2 separate regions of the Neogale vison genome follow, and region 2 is linked to region 1. The links are chromatin contacts, called in public Hi-C maps. All regions are on one chromosome and are shown on one strand. The core of a region is the stretch at or near the end of the contact, and the rest is flanking DNA. Distances in the headings are between cores, read along the strand shown. Region 1 has its middle 18 kb from the start of AP4E1. Region 2 holds the start of TRPM7 (transient receptor potential cation channel subfamily M member 7).

Region 1 (2,769 bases), core at 86-2,585:
ATTGAGAGAAAAATGTTAGCTTTGATGGAAGCGAGGCCAAAATGGAGGAGTCACATGCCAGGGCTTATGACCACACTTTCTAATACTCTACCCTAGACTTCTGGGGAGGCAGGGGTGGGTGTTCATGTGTGTGTTTGGGACTCAGGGTGGGGATGCTCTTGTCTGGTAGGCAGGCTGCTCCCAGGACAAGGTGCCACAGTCAGATAAGTCAGTCCTTCCTTGGGGAGAACTAGGGAAGGTTACTTAATAGTGGGAAGGCAAATGCTCTTCATAATTTTTAAGAAGTGGAAGTTTCTATTATATGGAGCTGGGAGAAGGAGAAAATGGCTTCTCCAAGTAATGATGCCCCTAGCACTATGTAAGAACAACTGATGCAATTAATTCTGTTATATGATCTAGGTACTGAATTTTTAAAGACTTGACTCTCATTAGTACATTAGTATGGCTTCAGGCCTCAACATAACACTCACTTCTTTGGTATGCCACTTTTATTTCCTTTTTTTTTTTTTTAAGATTTTATTTATTCATATGACAGAGAGAGAGATCACAAGTAGGCAGAGAGACATGCAGAGAGAGAGAGGAAGGGAAGCAGGCTCCCTGCTGAGCAGAGAGCCCGATGGATGATGCGGGAGCTTGATCCCAGGACCCTGAGATCATGACCTGAGCTGAAGGCAGAGGCTTTAACCCACTGAGCCACCCAGGTGCCCCACTTTTGTTTCCTTTAACTAGATTCATTTCTGATCCCTTGATCATTTTCTACAATGCTCTGGACCAGGGTCTGCTTGAATATTGAGACAGTTCCCATGGTTTCCTTCTGAGAAGATTCCTGCTTATCAAATCTAGACCCTATCTCTCTTTTTTGTCTGGGATTGGGTAGACTATTGGGAAAAGTCCTTACAGAGATTTCCTGAGAACTGGAGTTTTAAAACAAGGGTCTGTGGGAAAATATTCTCCAACTACAGAAAGAATTCTGTTTTTGCCTCTACTTATTTCTTAAGTTCTTTGGGGAAAAGAAAGTATTATAGGTCAAATCTTTTTACAAGTGCCACTGGACTGTCCAAATACGTGGTATGGATTAGAATTTTGATTCATTGACTATGACTTAAATTAGGTGAGATACAAGCTGGGCTGCGGAGGACTCTCTTAGAGGTTTTCATTACAAAGGTACTTGTAGAGGAATTTACCTGGTAAAAACCAAATCTTTTCCAGCTAATGTTTTTACCAGACTGACTCAGACTGGGGAGCAGGAGTGGGAAAACACTGTGGACACAGCCTGCTGGCTAGCGGTCAAGGCAGAGGAAAGAAAATACAGGCAAAGGTCTGTGTGAAATATGAATCTGAGTCACGGAGGGAGAGGAAGAAAATAGCATGTGTCATTCTGAAAAAGCTCCTCTTAGGGCAGTTTCTTTTGGCTACAATCGCTGCCTCTCCCCAGGAGAGAGTCACAGGGCCTCTCTTGGCTCTTCCTGCCACATTTTCAGACTTAAAAGGAAGCCACCTTCATGCATATTTCCTCTTCCTCCCAAGAAAGAAAATTTAGAGTCCTGGTCTTTAAAGAACCTGGGTCAAGTTTTCAATGAGCTCAGAAGGCCCTGCCTTGGGGGGTTGGAAATGGCTGCAGTCACTCTGGGACTTGCTCCTCTGGTGACCCCTTGAGTATGAGAGTGGAACTGTGTTCTTTAAAGTTGACTAAATCCTCACCATTGCAGTCCCCAGAACTCCACCCAGTATGTCTCCTTTTCTAGGCCTTGCCTCAGCCTGGAGAGTTTCCTGAACAATTTCTGGGCATTCCCAAGCCTTCCCTCTTGAAATTTTTCTCTGCTCACTCTCTATAGGGCCTCATTAAGGTATTAATTTTTCTAAACAGATTTCTCTTTCCATTTCTGTATGCATCCCTGGTCACTAAGTCACAGAAAGATCCTATAGCAAGACTGTCAATCAGTAATGGACAAGCATTTCTGAAATTCATTTAACAATTTTACAGTGTTATTGAAATAGTTTACATATCTTAAAAATCCACCCATTGTAAGTATACGGCTGATAGTTCTTAGTAAATTTATAGTGCTGTGCAACCACTGTTACTATCTAGACTTAGACATGTCCAAAACCCCATAAGGGCCCTTCATAAGTATTTGCAGTCTATCCTCAATTTCACCTCCAGTTTCAGACAACTATTTTTCTGATTTCTGTTTCTAAATATTTAACCTTTCTGGTCATATCATACACATGGAATCATATAATATATATATATATATTTTAAACTAGCCTCTTTCACTTGGCATACTGTTCTCAAGGTTCATCCATGTTGTAGTATGAATCAGTGCTTCATTCCTTTTTATAGCTGAAAATAGTCCATTACATGGACATATGACCTTGTTTACCCACTTGTCAATTGATGGACATTTGGGTTGTTTCCAGCTTTTGGTTATTATGAATAACCAAATTGCCGTGAATGTTTATATACAGGTCTTCTTGTGAACATACGTTTTCATTTCTCTTGGGTAAATACCTAGTAGTAGAATTTCTAGGTCATATGGCAAATTTGTTTACCTTTTAAAAAAAACTACCAAGCTGTTATACAGTGTGGCTTCTTCATTTTACATTCCTACCAGCAATATGTAAGGATTTCCCCACATGCTCTTCAACACTTGGTATTGTCTGTCCTTTTGCTTACAGCCCTGGTGGGTGTGTAATGTTATCTTATTGTGGCTTTAATTTGAATTCCCCTAGTGACTAGCAATGTTGACTATTTTTTCAAGTGCTTTTTAG
Region 2 (2,769 bases), core at 199-2,698, 160 kb before region 1:
TCCCTCTGTCTCTGACAAATAAATAAATAAAATCTTAAAAAAAAAAAAGGCACTATGGTTCAACTTTTCCCTCCAAAATAGATTCTCTTAACACCCATTTAATTAATTTAAAAATCTGGTGTCAGTAACCCTTTTTTTTAAAATTAAGGAAAAAAGTAAAATGACGCTTTTGTTGACTTTACATTACCATAGAAGGTGGAAAATAGTGTAAGGTGCACTACTTATTCAGAGCATAACAATATTCGTGGTTTCACTTTTGTATGGCACTTGAATTAACTTCTGGAGAAAAGTAAACCCTGCCAGACTCCAGCAGAGGGAGAGACGTTTGCATGAAACCTATCAAGTACTGACCAGAAAAACACTTTGCTCTTCAAGTTCCTGATCTAAATTACTTTCTTTGTAAACTTCCAATCTGATTCCTGGCCTTAACAATAACAACAAAAAGCTCCATCAAAAGCTGCAATGCACCGAATCCGTCTCCACTGTAATGGTAGGTTTAAAACCCCTCTCTAGGGCAACGGATGAGCAAGTTCGACATAAATACCAGTAACACGTCGCCTCGGTACCTACAGCAGCGTCCCAATAAAAATCCTTAATTCTTGCTAAGGAAAACTGGAAACCAGATCTGCCATCAACATCGTCAAATCCCTCCTCTTTGGCTCCAGACGGAAAACGTACCTGTGGAGTATCCGCTGCGCAAGCAAATACTGCACAGCTCCAACCCCGTGTCCTCTATCCCTTTTGTGTTTCCTCCCAGCCCTCCTTCCCTTTCCAAGCCGAACTTGAGCAGAGCATTTGGCTCCCTTATCTGCCAGCAACTGGCGCCAGGAGGAACGCGCTCCCGGGAGATGCGGAGCTCGGAGGCTGAGCGCTGCGTCTGGCGCGCTGCGGCCGCTCGGCTCTAGCAGGTACTCCCTGGCTCGCGCCTCTGCCGCCCCGAGGGGCCCCTCGCTGGAGCCAGGTCCCCGCTCGGGGCATTCCCGCGGCCAGCTGTCGTGCCAGATTTGCTATACCTGCTTCCTGCCCCTCACCCCCGAACGAACTGCACTCCCGTCCCGCCAGGGCAAGTCCGGAAGCCTCAAGGCAATTCCGGGCTCCTTCGCCCCAGAAAGCACGGCTCCGGACGCACACTTGCCAGTCAGGTCCAACCCCCTTCCCTGCCAGCCACCCCTCAGGGCCATTCCCCCGCCGGGGCCTGCGTGGGTCCAGTACCATTCTCTTCACGGGGCGGACTCCGGAAGGGCAGCAACTCCACCTCCTCCTCCTCCGCGGCCTGTAGCCATCTATTGGGAAGCGTCTCCGAAGGCGGCAGCAGAGGCCGCCGAACAAGGACAGCCCAGGGAAACCTTCTCAGAACTAACTCAGCTCCGGCGCTAGCAGCAGAAGCTGAGTCTTTCATAATTGTGCGACCAACTCCTCCGGGTGACTGGCCACAGGGACGCGCCCGCGCCCGCCTCCGCCGGCGACGGGGCTGGAGACAGACCACGTGAGGGGCGCGTCGTGTGCGTCGCCGCCCGCGGGCTGGGTCACGTGAAGGGCGCGCGCTCCCTCCCGTCCAGGCCGCTTCCCTCCGTGCCGCGCGCACGCGCCGGGCACGGGCGCCTCCGCCTACCGCTCCGGGTTTCCCGTGGAGGGTCGGGTGATTACTCGGGGTCTCCATTGGCTACCTGGGCGGGCCTCGCACCGACATGTGTCCCCCCCAACCCCCGGGAATGGAACTCGAGGGAGCTATAGTGAAGGCTTAAGGTTCCGGGCCTCTGGGATCCAGACTGGAGCTGCGGCGTGGTCCCATCTCCGCTAGCCGGGCCTGGCCGCCGTCCGCTACACCAACTGGGCCTGGCCCCTGCCTACGCTGTCCTGCGGCGTTTCCCAGCCTCTTCTCTGTGCGTTAGCGAGAAGTCTTACTCTCCTCGTCCAAAGTGCCACATCATCTTCTCACCCCAGATCACGTTCTTCCTCCAACTTCCTCTGTTTCTGCCAGAAAAAAATTCTCCCACATTTAACTGTGGGCTCCATCCTTTCCTTCCAGAGATGTCCCCCCCCCCCCCAGACAACGCATACACCACCCGCCTTAATCAAAGGCTGCGGATTGTTCCCGGGCCTAATAACAGCCTCTCTGCTTTTTGTTTTCCTTCGCTAAGCCCGGGTTTGACTAACAGCGTTACGTTACTAACTTGTTTTTCGCATAAGAGCTTTCTGCTCCCAAGGAAGAAGTTTGTCGGTCTGACCCTCTATTACCTGGCTCTATCGCAGCCCTTTTTTAAACACAGCTTTATCGAGGAATAACTGATTTACAAGAACCGTCACATATTTAAATGTGCAATTTCACAAGTGTCGACGTGGGTATACACTACCGAAATCACCATGATCGAGATAGTGAACATGTTCATCACCCCCCACGTTTCGTCCCTTCCTTCATAATCCCTCCATCCTGTTCCTCCCCATTCCCATCCCTTAGCAGTCACTGATCTGCCTTCTGTCAATATAGATTAGTTTGCATATTTCAGGGATTTATATAATGGAATCATACAGTGTGTACTTTTTGTTGTTTTTCTTTGGGCGTAATGTTATGACCCACAGTTCAGTGAAATAGGATCTTCTCTCCAACAAAACTAATCTGCGCATTGCTTTACCTGACAAGCTTGGGCCATGCTTATGAACAGTCTTCAAGTATTCTGTATTCCTTCCCCATCTGGCGGGTCCAGCAGGACCGAGGCTAAAACAAAAATGTTCTATAATATGTGTCATACCTTTCCTACTAGATTATCA

The links. Hi-C and Micro-C count contacts between places; a contact is called where the count stands out from the background.
Region 2: a contact with region 1 is called in a Hi-C map of fibroblasts, with 5 times the contacts expected there. The contact joins the promoter of TRPM7 here to the enhancer-like site in region 1.

What each region holds. Positions count from the first base shown.
Region 1 is chr13:77,368,522-77,371,290 of ASM_NN_V1, reverse strand. No RefSeq gene overlaps it. Among named protein-coding and RNA genes, the nearest start is that of AP4E1, 18 kb to the right of the region's middle. Within about 2 kb of position 1,335, the one cell type or tissue checked has open chromatin away from gene starts, as enhancers often do. A contact at or near this core is called in fibroblasts, where this site is marked.
Region 2 is chr13:77,529,612-77,532,380 of ASM_NN_V1, reverse strand. It overlaps TRPM7 (transient receptor potential cation channel subfamily M member 7), which reads right to left and starts at 1,448. Exons shown (of 38, transcript XM_044229494.1): 1 at 1,213-1,448. The coding sequence starts at 1,215.